2 separate regions of the Gossypium arboreum genome follow, and region 2 is linked to region 1. A link is a contact called in public Hi-C data. All regions are on one chromosome and are shown on one strand. The core of a region is the stretch at or near the end of the contact, and the rest is flanking DNA. Distances in the headings are between cores, read along the strand shown.

Region 1 (7,271 bases), core at 1,751-4,250:
TGGATGAGGAACCAGTGTCGACCCTGTACTGTATTCCGAGCTGGCTGGCGATGCCTCGTACAGATCAGGTTGCCTGAAACATATAAATCATGAGTTAGTGTTAACCAAGAAAACTTACTAAAATCTGTATTTAAGACAACTGATTTTTCTATTACCTCCAAGACGGGTGACTTCCCTCATTACTACTCCTTAAATCCTCTAGCAAGTCTTTGAAATCTTCAAGTTGCAAATCAATATCAGACATTGTATATCTGAGGATGTCATTTTCTTTACTCTGATTCAAGAAGTCTTGGAGCATCTGAATATAACATAGGATGAAGGTTAGGGACATAGTACAATGCACAGCTCGGACTGTTAGCAAGTTTCCCCCAAAATATTTAAGATTTAGCACTTTACCAATTGTGAGATATCATGTTGATAGCACAAAAAAAACATATAGAAAATAACAAAATCACTTCTCACCTTCCAAGCATTTTCCAGACTTTGTTCTAAGTTGTCCGAGTTAACTTTCAATGAAAGTGAGCTGAGTAGCTCTGCTTGCTGCATCAAAGCATTTATCTTTGGATCATCCTTTCTGAGAAATGTTCCTCGAGTGCTATTATCCTGAGCTGCTAATGAATAATGGGGGAAGAGAACATAAGTGTATATTATGAAGAAGTTTAAAGGAGAGGAGCAAATAGGACAGTTTTTGGCTAATGCAAAAACTTCACTTTGCAGGTTTGACAACAGAAACATAGGTGCCAATGCCAAGAATTATCGGCTCGAGGTGATTTACCGTCGTTCGAAACCTCCTTAACATTGTTGACTTGAGATTGAACCACGACATTGTTAGCATTGCGGAGATTTTGACCCAAAACTGCAAAGGGATGTCTTAGCTGTTGATTCATCATTGTTCCAGATACTCTATGTGATCTATCTCCAAAGTTGCAGTTTTCAGTAAGATCAGAAACGTGGGATCTCCTGAATATGGATAGAATAAAAGGTTCTCAATTTTTCGAATAATTCTCGATCGTTACTATGTATTTACATTTCTAAATTTAATGTACCTCATTCTTTTGACAGAATCAGTACAGTCTGCTGTTCCATCTAAATTGAACCCATTTTGAAGTAAAATTCTTTTGTTATTTGGGTTTATACATGTTGCTGTATTCTCTTTTGCTAAGGCTTCATATTTGGCTCTCTTCTTGCATAGTGTTGAGAATCGATTTTTAACAGCATTATCCGTTCTGCATTAATAACATAATCAATGAAAATAAGTCTGGGGTTCGAATCTTAGCTTCTGCAATCCCTTCCCTTATCCCGAAACTGCACCTTCTTTGAAGTAAAAAATGAGGAAACATATGTATACCTGCCTGAAACCACCTTTGCTATTTCAGTCCATCTATTGCCAAAGACTTTTTGTGCCTGCAGTTCACCATAAGTCATCTGCTTAGAACCCATATTCAACAACCTAAGAAAAAACACACTTATCCAAATCGAAATTAGTGGTTGTTGTTTTCCTACTTTTTTGAATGACATAAACTGTGTTCCAATTAGTTTAAATGGTCTGGCCTACCTCTAAATGTTTTTTTCTGTTTGGAAAATTCAAACACCTACTGTACCAGTAACATGCAATGGCCTGCTACAGCTGATCAATCGAAGTAGCAAATTTCCTCCAAATAAATCACCATTTAATAGTTTTTGAAAAAAAAAAAAGAAGTCTGACCCCATTAACTTAAATGAAAGTAGACCATACAAAATAAATTATCACCTCACATAAAAGCATATCTTCCTCTGGTGACCATCCTCCTTTCTTGAAGTCTGAATTCAAGTATGTGTACCATCTGTGTTTTTTTTTTCATTAAAACAAACATGTTATATCAGTTCTAAAGGATCAAATCACAAATGATTGGATCAAAATGCAAAGATCATCATGATCAAAATTGATCATATCATGGTATTCAAACCAACCTCCTCCTGCACTGCCTTGTTGTTTTATCCTTGAATTTAGAGGCAATGATAGCCCAGCTGCATTCAAAGATTCAACCAAGATAAACAGAAAACATCAACAAAAACAAACCCCCTTGAATTTCCTTCATCAGTAAAAATATAGCAAAGAGCTCACTTTTCAGTTCCATGTAAACTGATTTGTCCACGAAGGATATCATCTTCCTGCAACAACAACCCCCATCAAAGAACCCATTATCAATAAGAACTCCAACACAAATCATATCAATAAATCAACATATAGATAAATAAATGAAAAAAAAAAAAAAGAAACCTCTTGGGTCCATGTCACTATATGACGCTCCTTCTTCTTGGAATCTTCATTGCCACCATTCTTCTTCCTTGTTTCCTGCATTTTTTTTAAAACTTTTGTTTTTGCTTTCACTTATCTCTTATTGACGCTCCCTTGCCCTTTTATTAAAAAACCCAAGTGGCATATGCTAAAAAGGCAGCCCCTTTCTCACCCCTTTATTAAAAGAAAAAAAGGAAAAAAAAAACACTCTTAAATCCCTGGAAAAGGAACCAACACTTCCACCATTTCCCTCTCTTTTTTCTTTTCTTTGATTTTTTTTTTTCACAATACAGCTTACTGTAGGGTTCAAATGGAATCCATATTACTCTCAAGAACTCTATGCTTTGCTTGTCCCCCTCTCCTACACCATTCCTCGGATTCTAACTTTTTCCATATATATTTGGAAAATACCACCCCACCATTTAAATGCTACTTAAAGCTTGGATTTTTTTTATTCAAAATTACATTTATATACGTAAAATTGAAAAAATAAATGGAGTAGATCTAAAATGGAGAAAGGATTGAAACTTTGATGAGAAAATAAGGGAAAAAAATGAAGACTGACTGATGAAAATGATCTGTCTGAAAATGAATTTATATTTTGGGTTTCTTTCAAAGAACGAAACTTTTTGTTTTTTTTTTCTAGTACTTTCTCTTTCTTTCAAGGCGTTTGGATTTTGATTTTCTTAATTAAAAAAATAGGGTTAAAAATATTAATTTAAATCAACGGATTCTTGCTTTAGTGCGCGGGTATGAAGGCAGAGTTTGAAAAATATTTAAAAAAATTTTAAAAATTTAAAAAGTAAATCCATAAATAAATAACGCTGAATTTCATGATATTGCTGTGCTTTTAATGAATGCTTCGCAGACTAAGTCCACTGTGCTCTCTCTAAACAATCCCCATTTTTATTACCTTTTTTTTTTTAATCTTCATTATCACTCGCATTTTTAATTAATTTTAAGTTTTAAAATATTTTAATTACGTTAATATCATCTCCTTAATTGATAAACTTTAAATATTAACTTGAATTTGACATAAATATTTATAAAAATATTTAAAATATGTTAATCAAAATTGAAAGCATATGTATATAGTGCATGGATAGGTTTTCTTTTCAACATTTTAAATTCAATTTTTATATAATAAATACATAATTATTTAAAATTTGATTCACATGTTTTAAAAATAATTTTCACTTAACATTTAAATTGTATTTAATACTCGAGCTGAAAGCTAGGTTGATAGAAGTAATTGATAGAATATACTAATGCTTTGACAACTCAAAACATTTTGAAATTTTAAATAAATTTAAAATCTTCATCATAATTGGAGAATATATAGTACAAATATCTTATGATATATAAGTAAATATAAATTAATTTTGTAAATGAATACTTTTAGAGTAACCTTAATTATTTATTAAATATAATAATTGATGTTTTTATTTATCATTTTAACATATTAAATTATATTACAATATACACAAACATTTAAAGAAATTTTTAAAAAATAATCTTATTATAAGTTTTGATTATATCTGCTTTTTGACACAATACTTAGAACTATTCATAATTCCTCTTCAACCCATAAATAGGTGGATAGTACGTTTCAACTAGAGGTGATCATGGGCGGGCGGTTGGGCCGGCCCAAATAAAATTTTAGGCTCAGTATACTAGGCCGGCCCGGCCTACCTGAAATATGGGCCTAAAATTTTGCCCAAGCCCGGCCCGAAATAAAATTACTAAGCAGAGCACTGGCGGCCTACCCATATTAATTTTTTTTCTTATTTCATTAAATAAAAAATTTAAAAATATAATAAATCAAATATATTTAAAAACATAAAAATAAATATTAAAACAAATAAAATAATACTAAAACAATTCTTAAAACAATACACAAATTAACAATATAATAAAAAATAGTTATATTAAAATTTAAAATAATTAAAAATAAAATAAAAAATATATTAATATATAATTCAGGCGGGCGGGCAGGCCCGGCCAAAAACTCTTACCGAGGCCCGGCCCGTTTTTAAACAGGCCTCTTTTTACCCAAGCCCATTTTTCGGGCCTATATTTTTACCCAAACCCTCCCATTTTTCGGACGGGCCTTCGGGCCGGGCCGGGCCGGGCCGCCCAGCCCATGATCAGCTCTAGTTTCAGCCATTCTACACATATAACTTAACTTTTAATTATTCCTAATTTAAATTCATTTGATTTTTTAATTTTGGAGGGTTAATTTTACAATTCAAAATTCTAAACAGTCCACACTGGTCTTAATGGAGGGTGAAAGTCACGCTTGAGGTCATTGGTTGGAATGCCAAATGTGTCAGTCAACGTGTTTAGTTTTCATTGGGAAGTGAACTTTACTTAGAGTTTCTGGGTATTAAAATAATTTAATAATTTACTCATTTTTACTTTCTTTATAAGATGTAAATATAATCATTACACAAATTTGTAAAATTTGAATTACTACTAATAAAATTAATTATTACAAAATATAAATCATACACCATCAAGATATCTTAAAATAATTTCACATAATTTATATATATAATAAAATTTAAACGAAAATAAATTTAGACAGAACTCGAATTTAAGATTAAAAGACATTGAAACACAATCATGTTATGGGTGAAGGAGAAAATTTTATTTAAAAATATATAAAATAAACACAGTGGATTAATCAGTTTAAAGAATTTTAAAGCTTCTAAGCTGTTGTAGTTTAAATTATTTAATTTTTAAAACCATATATCTAATTAGAATTTTTATAAATGATATATATAATAAAAATATATGAATAATTTATTTAATGTTTTGACAAAATTGTTTACAACAATATAAAACAAAATGCAACGTTTATATATATAAAATTATAACACCTAAAGCAAAATGGGGTTAGTTGCTTTCATTCAATAAAATTTGTCACTTCTCTTCAAGTGAAGCAGATAAAAAATTTAGGTTTTAGAGGAAGATACAGAAATTGTAAATCAAAATATACGAAACTACACTCTTCAGATAGGAAACTTCTCTTTTGCTCATTGTTTTGGAAGGTTATAAAAAACACAATAAAGATCTTTTGTCTTTTTATAAATAAGAAACATCATAATATTCTAAATACAATATTGTATGAATTTACCATGAATCACCCTTTTATATCACGTTTTATAATTTTTCACCTTACAATTCTAAGGTTCTTTTACAAATAATATAAAATTGGTAATTCAACTTCGTATTTATAGGTTGTGCTTAGTATAATAATGATATCTAGCCCATTAATAAAGATTATATTTTGGAGATCCGATCGAATCAAATCACCATATTTAATACCTTGAATTGTGTATATTAGGTTGGATTAGAACACTACATTCTTAACTACCAAAAGTTCATGTTTACATTTTTCATTGCTATTATATTGTATTTCAGCTTATTCTATTAATGTTGTTTAATAGGGATTTATATAAATATTTTTATGTTAGCAAGTCTCAAAATATTTTATGTAATTAAGTGACTTGTATAGATTATTGTACTGAGAGAATTAAGCACTTAATCTATCCTTGTGAGGAGCTTTATTGTAAGAATGCACATTGATAGTAAAACTCTACGCGTTGTGATTTTACTTGTTGGGTTTATAATGATGAATTTAGTGGTGAGAATACCATTCCTCAATGTGCAAAGGTGAGAAAAATTATCACGGATGTGTGATAAATTAGGATCAATTGCTATAAGTGTTAAAGATAGTGGATATTTTCATTTAGTTAAGCTCTACAAACGTAGGAAAATTGAACTGCATAAACAACTCTTTTTTATTATGTTTGTTTACTATTTTACTTTCAACACTGAAGGAGTGCCTACTTATTTATCACTCCTTCAAATACTTGGCTTGTTTCTTAGCAACTGTTTGAACTAATAGAATATACCATTAAAACATTAAGAAAAATACTTCTTAAAATTTTAAGGTAATTTACATTAATAGGCTTAATTAACTAAACATTTTCTAATAATATAATGGTAAATGTTGAAATTATCCGTCAAAAAATATAAATATTGTTAATTTTAATATTTCATGATGATATTTAAGATTTAAGATTTTATGAGTTTGTGTTGTTTTCTTATATAAATAAATTTTATTGCGTTTTCAAAAAAAATTACAATGATATATATTATTAATAAACATAAATTTTAATTTGTTTATTTTTAAATAATATTATTTTTTAGTTTAAATAAAAATAAATTAATACATTTATCTCAAAATTAATATATGATTAAAATAAATATATTTAAATATTTAGTCTATATTTAAATTAAAATTTAATTCAATAGAAATTAAAATAAATTTAAAATTTAACATTTTTACGATGTCGTGGTTACAAAAAGTATTTTCTTTCCAACTACACAATTTACTTTCACTACAATAAAATAGGCCTACTATGACACTTTTTTTTACTTATGATGACGCAAAAAAGGTTGGCATAGGCACTCTCGACAATTTTCACGACGCTTCTGAAACCGTCATTGTTAGCACCGTTGGCATAGGTATCTCGACACTTTGGAAAAAGTGTTGGCATAATTCAACCTAGGTCGACCTTTATTTAAGGATTGCCAAAGACCTAGTCAAGGCTAACCTTTAAAAAAGGTTGGGATAGAAGAAAATAGGCAACTTAAAAAAGTTGGAATGAAGCATTCATATGCCGACTTTTAAAAAGTTGGCTCATGCCCCCGTCAAAGACGACTTAAAATTGGTTGAGTTCGGTCGCACTTGGTCCGACTTTTAAAGAGTTGGCTCATGTTCCAACCAAAGCCAACCTAAAAAAAGTTGAGTTAGTGTATGTTTATTCCGACACAAGAAACGTTGATTTAGGGTCAATCAAGACATCAGGTTAGACCGTGCCTACGCTAGCTTTATAAAGGTTGTACTAAATGTAATCAAAATCGACTCAAAAAAGGTTGAGATAGACCATTTTATGCCAACCTTAAAAATGTTGGGATAGAC
Region 2 (7,271 bases), core at 3,193-5,692, 170 kb after region 1:
ATATTATTTTCCAGAAAAGGGTTTCTTTAAAAGCAATTTTACTTTTTCCGGTTTTTTGATTGCTACGAAAATCTAGAATATAATGTATTTTTTTACTGTTGCACAAAAATAGTGGGTCAATTTTGTAACTAACCTTGCGATTTTTACTCTTTTGCCCTTGCATATTTACTATTTTACCTTTCTGTTACTAGTATAAATGGAGAGTTGTTTTCCTCATTTTTATACAGAAAAAAAAACACAACAATTAGAATTCTCTTTCCTCCTCCTCGCCTTTGTTTTCCATTCCCTTTTAAAATTCTGCCATTTTTCCTTAAATTACATTAGAGGAAATTCTGTCAAAGAGTTTGGATTTTAAGTGGGACTGACTGTGACCCCTCCAAACTTTCCTAGGAATTGATCCTAATGTGATTTCCCTAAGAAGAACAATACCAATTGTGTTCCACCTTTCTTATTCGGGTGTACGAATATTGAAGCACTGTGTTAACCTTGGGAGACAACCTCCACTATAAGATTACACAGACTAGGGAAAATTTGTTTCTAAGGCAATGGTTTTTCCATAGCGCAGTAAATTTTGATTTCTTAATTCTTGGTTTATATTTTAGTCAATGTTAACAAATTTATTTTTCAATATTATATTTCTAATATCCATCAATTATTTTTAACTCTTCATTTTATTTAAAATATGAGTTAATTGTATCAAATGTTCTCAAATTATGACCGCCATTCTATATTGGTTCTTAAGCTTTAAAATATTGTAATTACATCCTCAAACTATCATGTTATACCAATAAGGTCCTTCCATTATTAAAAATCATTATTTTAAAATGAAACTTGTAAAGATAGATGTTGTAAAAATCTTTGTTTTGAGGTTTTCGAAACTTTTATAGTAACTATCGTCCACTCTCTTTTTTCAGTTTTAATTTATTTTTAGTTTTTAATTTTAAAAGTTATGTGGTAACATTTTACTTTTCTCTAAAGTTTTCATTTGAAATTATGTCACATAAAATTTCTCATATCATTTAATGGTTAAATTAATTGTTTCAATAATGAAAAACCCGATTGATATAACATGATAGTTTTGAGATGTAATTAGAACATTTTAAAGTTTGGAGACCAATTTAAAATAAAGATTACAGTTTGAATATGTATGATGCAATCAACTCTTAAAATTCATATATTCGATACTTTAAACATGACATTTATTATAAAAAATTAAACATATGGTATGGCCATGTAGACTTGGCATGTCAAATTGATTTTAAGTTGATTCAATTTGAGTCTTGGATGTTTGGATAATTTTGATTTTAAAATTTTCATGTCATTTCAGTTTGGTTTGGTTTTGAATTTGAGTCATTTGAGTCCGAGACATTTCAAATATGGGTCATTTTGTGTTTGAGATTTGTGTTAATTGAATTTAAGGCTTCTATTTTTTTTTTTTTTTGATGAATCATTATAGGTTTGAATCATTTTGAGTTATTTGATAGTCATTTTAGGCTTGGATCAAAGTAGCAATACCGTACTAGTGAGTATTTCATCTTTGTCTTGATTCTTGTACATTATTAGTGTGCTTTAGTGTATTATTTTAGGTTTATAAATGTTTTATTTTCATATATATACACACACATTTATAGTTTAATTTTAATTTTGTAATAAATTATAAATTTTATATACATTATAAATATAAGATTTAATGTTAAAAATATATTATTTAAAATTATTATTTAAGTTCAATAACTTAATTATATTTGAAGTTGAAAAGTAATTCTTAAAATGTTTAAGATTTTAAAAATAAAAGTTAGGTTTGAAATATGAATGTGAACCTAAATTATTTAGTAGTAATTGAAGGCTGGAATGGTACATATTGAATGCAGATTAGTTTGAATTTAGGTTAGAGAAATTGAATTTTAAATTTGAATGAATGGATGGCTAGATGGTGGGTTATAAGACCAAAAGAGCTGAAAAGAAGAAACAAATGCTGGCTACGCCAATTTATAACATAGTTTTGGAGGGGATGATGTGTCGGGAATGGAAAGACCAACCTTGTTAGTTTTCTGTTATCACCATCATGACGATATTGCTATTTGCTAGCTATCTTGCTATTTTCTTATTCATTCTACACAACACCAAATACGAGTTTTTCACAGGGGAAAAGCGCTTACCACATTTACAAAGTTGATCCAAGATGCATATTGGTCATTGAATGATCAATGTTGTTGTAAAGGAACAATCCATTACTTATGGATGGATAGATTATATAACTTGTTACTATGCACCATGGCAACATATTGCATCAAGATGTCATATATGAGCATTAATTCAAAAGCTAGTAACTGTTTATTCTCCTTAAATCCGCCGGCCTCTTTTTCAACGTTGCCTTAGCCAGTTGGATTAGTCGACTTGAGTGAATTCCTCGATCGAGTTTTCTTTTTTATTTTAGAGATCAGAGCAGGGGTCTGGATTTTATGTCTTGGCTCTATAATTGTTTCTTCTTCCTTGATGAGGTCTTTAATTAGCTTAAAGTCTCTTGTGACGATCTCCCTTGGGGAGGCAGCTTCTGAGTTCTGAACGAAAGAGAGAAGACTAGTTGACCCCGACTTAGATATGTGCTGAGGTGGAACGGTGCCATTGCTTATGACGTTGATCTTCGCCTTGTGTACAATGTATATTGCATTAGTATTAAACTTTTTCTACTGTGTCAGGCTTTTGATTTGTTGATAGAGACATGGTTCGGGGATTTCATTTGTCTGCGTCGCTAATCTATCTCGTTGGGGAGGGCTGGGTTTATCGATCAAAATGTTCGGACTAGTAGATCGGTAACCATGGTTTCTCCCTACCTTGTACTTGTTTTCTTAAAGCCGTTTTTTGTTTTTTTGGTTCGCTTGTGGGTAAGGCTGTTCCATGTCGGCTTACGACGTGGACGTTCTCTTGGGTCTGTTTTGTACTGATCTCTCCCGCTCTGGGAGTTGAAAATGAACAACAAAAAAGAACCTATATCAGGTAAGGTTTAGAGGAAGTTCAGATGGTGAAGTTCGGATGTTCATTGTTTGATATACAACACAACTTGATTAACTCAATTTGGACCTCAACTCGTTCCAACAGGAACTCAAATTGACTTGAATCCAAACTGATTTGAACCTAACTTGAAATGATCAAAACCGAATATAAGCCTCAAACCCGGAATGATACAAAACTGAAACAACCTAAACCAGAAGTGCTCTAAACTAGTAGAATCAGAATTATCCAAGGAAAACATGAGTCTTGAACCCGAAAGATACAAATTCAAAACAATTTGAACTTATAATGGCTTAAGCCCGAAATACCCAAAAGATATAAAATTCTAATTAATATATCTAAATTGATTCGATGCAAAACTAATCTAATTTGCTCAATTAACAAGTCTAGTTGGAAAATCGATAATTTAGAGAAATCCATTAGGCTACTACTCCTACTAGTTAACCTCGCACCAGTAAAATCAAAATGCATCATCTGAAATAGAGAGCCTCAAACCATGTGCTCTGAAGTGTAATCAAAGGACCCCAATAGGTGCAGTAAAATTGAAATGCATCATCTTTAGTACTAAAATGCATAATCAAAGGAGCCCAGAATTGTACACATATAGTTAATCAAATGAAAATTTAAAGAGATACATTATCTTCTCAATTAAACTATAACAATGTGACACCAAAGTTGTATAAAAAAAATATCAAAGCAAAACCCAGAATTTACATACCTTTCCAGCTTTAACCTAAAACCCCTTAGGTCCAGTTTCTTTCAAAACAACAGGTTTCTCGGCCATGGCGAGACAGTACTTTGCAATCTCTCTAAACCTAGGGACGCTCCTAAGATCAACCTTAGTTCCATCTTTCAAGGTTATGATAACGTCACCCCATTCACCTATGAAACGCGGCACCACCTGCACGTCCTTAATCACCTTGTAAGAGAAATCGCTCCTATCCTGACCCGTCAGTCCCGAAATAACCGTCACCCGCAGGTTGGTGAACCTGTACCTGAGGAAAAACCCCCTCGAAACGGCGGCTAGAGTCAACGGCAGCCATAGAAGAGTGAAACCCAGAAGCAGATTGGCTAAGAGGTCCCCGTAGTGGGCTCCGCCGTCGAAGAAGATGGTTTCTTCTTTGGGGCTTTTGGAGGAGGGTTGGGCGGGAGTGGTGGTTGCGGCGGGTTGGTCAGTTGGGGAGGACACGTGGAGCCTGGAGGACGGTCTGTTGTTTCCAGAAATGGATTTGAAGAGGAAGTTACGTACAGGAAATTTGGAGGAGGGATGGAGGGAAAGGTGGGTGATAGAAGTGGCGCCCGCGGCGGTGGCTATGGCGGCCGGTGAAAGAAGAGAAGTAGAGGCCATGAAGGATTATCCGTTTGAGAAGAGGCAGATGGGGAGAGGCAGTTAAGTTGAGCCGTTGCTGGTCGTGTATTTGCCACGTCACACGCTAAAAACTCACTATTTAGTTCTGGTCAAATTCTGCTATTAGTCCCTGCATTATGCATAAATTATTTATTAGTTTTTAATTTGGGTCAATTTTAATTTTTATATTGTTTTCAAATTTTAAAACTTTAATTCTGATCAGATGAAATATGTCAAATTCCTTAATGCTCCATTTCGAAACATGAGTCGAAAATTTTAAATCTAAACTTCATTTATTATGTAAATGATAAGAATGAAATGCATATATTATGGATAGAATAATTGAAATTCAATCTAATATATTAGAAAATTGTAAGGGTAAACTATACCCATGGTCAATCTAAAATAGAGATTTTCCTATTTTAGTTAATTAATTTTTTTCTCAATTTAGTCCCACTGAGTAAAAAATTTTCCAAACTAATTACTATTATTAAATTTTTCATCATCTTCTACAAATTATTGACGTGACACATTAATCCCTTGAGTGACCGATACATGGCAATTTATTTTTTGTTGACTTTTTCGAGCACCATTTCATCTTTGAAGAAATCTTATTTTCTTTGTTGAACGTCCACCAATTCCCTATCCTACATTACCCTTATTGCATCTGTAACACCCCTAACCCGTATCCATTGCCAGAATAAGGTTACGAGGCATTACCGAATAATACACATCGTTCACATACAATTATGCATTCATAATCAATATCCGTTCAACTCATACACATTGTCCCTTATAAGGTCTTACGAGGCCTTAAAACATGCCTAGAAGTAGTTTGGGACTAAACCGATAACATTAGTAAACTTTGAGAAACTTTTAAAATTTTCAAACATTAAAGGGTCGCACACTTGTGTGAATAGGCCGTGTGTCTCACACGGTCACCAGAAACACCCTGTCATAGGCCGTGTGAAAACAAGGCATACATACTGACCTGTAGCATACGGTCGAGGACACGCCTGTGTGCCATGACTATGGAAAAACTGAAGGGGTTACTGACTTGTGTCACACAACCAGCCACACGCCCATGTGCCAGCCCGTGTGTCACACACAGCCAGTAGACACGCTCGTGTGTCTAGACCGAGTCAAACCTGTAAGGTATACTGACTTTAACTCGAAGGGTATCCCAGGAGACACACGATCGTGTAACTTAACCACATGTCGCACATGGCTGAGACACAAGCCCGTGTCTCTGCCCGTGTCTCTGCCCGTGTGGACAAAAATAGGCCATTTGTAAAGCTAAATTTCCACCCTTTTCTCATGTACACAAAGTAACCAAATTGGTACCAATTCAACACATATATAGGCAGCCAAAACATGCCAAATCAATATGCCACAATCATCAATTTCACATAACTACTAAATGCATTTACTCATCAAATTATCATCTATATCATGACACAAATTTTACCATATCATTCAAAATCAAACCACAATATGCCAATCTTCCAAGCATTAATACATCAACTACGAATTAACCAAATAAACAACCATTTGGCTATATCAACAACTATGGCAAACATACCAAAACAGGCCGACATATAGGGCATTATATACATCATATATATCACTTATCAAACATATAATTCAAGCAAACTTAAATGGCCATATACACCAACATTTACAAGCTAGATCTCATGGCTAATATCATAACTCAAAATATACCAAGGTGACACTAGCCTACACATGATATATACCATATATACAAAGCTTCAAAAGTACCAACAAAATGATCGATAGTGTGATGACACTTCCTGACTATCCTCGAGTCCAAGTTAGCTTTGATTCTCTATAAAACATAAACAAATAACACACAGTAAGCTTCATAGCTTAGTAAGTTCGTACTAAATATACTCAACAGTTCATAATATACAAATCATCAATTCGAACTAATTAATATTTAAATCATGATGACTAACAAACTTTTCTCATACTTACTCAATTGTTTATGAATAAGTTCATAACTTCTTCTATTTGGATTTCATGCTTTAAATGTACATACCTGTACAAATTCTTATCGAACTCATACCTTTATGTGATACTGTTGAATACTCGATATCTCGCACACTAAGTACCTTTCATAGCTGAAGCTATTATAATCTCGCACACTAAGTGCCTTTCATAGCCGAAGCTATCTCAGTCTCACACACTAAGTGCCATATATAGCCAAAGCTATTCCGATTTGCACACTAAGTGCTTTATATAGCCGAAGCTATCTCGATACGCACACTAAATGCCAAACATAATCGATTCGTCGTCATACACAACCATCGTCTCATATATATAATTTATGCAATATTAAAGCATTAAAAACATAATTGTAACAATGTTTATCACGTACAAACTTACCTCGGACGTAAAAACGATGAAACTAGTCTATTAGTCGAGTACTTTGTTCTTGTCTCGATCTAAGTCCGGGTTCCTCTTTTCTTGATCTAGATTATAACAAATTCAACTCATTTATTCACATAATCTTTCAATTTAGTCCACAAACAGATATTTAGGCATTTTTGCACTTTAGCCCCTAAATTTTCACATTTATTCAATTTAGTCCCTATTTTACAAAAACACAAATTACACAAAATTTAATAAGACCCATGCTTATTCGAATTCTCTATAGGTCACTAGCAACCCATAGTTCACATTTTTTTCACAATTTAACCCCTCAAATTACACTTTTCTCAATTTAATCCCTAATATGCATTTTTACTCAAAATTACTTTACAAAACATGTATATCAAACACCAAGCTTTCGTATTTCATCATCAAACATCCAAAAACACATGAATTTATCAATTTTAGCTTTCAAAATCATCAACACTTTCAAAATTTGAGGCATGGGCTAGCTACAATA

The links. Hi-C and Micro-C count contacts between places; a contact is called where the count stands out from the background.
Region 2: a contact with region 1 is called in a Hi-C map of leaf, with 5 times the contacts expected there. The contact joins the promoter of LOC108482351 here to the promoter of LOC108453716 in region 1. A contact is called at or near these places in 2 of 5 Hi-C or Micro-C datasets (both in leaf).

What each region holds. Positions count from the first base shown.
Region 1 is chr13:20,347,053-20,354,323 of ASM2569848v2, forward strand. It overlaps LOC108453716 (transcription factor MYB124), which reads right to left and starts at 3,001. Exons shown (of 12, transcript XM_017751996.2): 1 at 2,261-3,001; 2 at 2,105-2,151; 3 at 1,951-2,007; 4 at 1,751-1,823; 5 at 1,349-1,404; 6 at 1,047-1,226; 7 at 776-960; 8 at 463-608; 9 at 156-298; 10 at 1-73. The coding sequence starts at 2,341.
Region 2 is chr13:20,515,363-20,522,633 of ASM2569848v2, forward strand. It overlaps LOC108482351, which reads right to left and starts at 4,443. Exons shown (of 1, transcript XM_017785478.2): 1 at 3,570-4,443. The coding sequence starts at 4,360. The coding sequence ends at 3,746.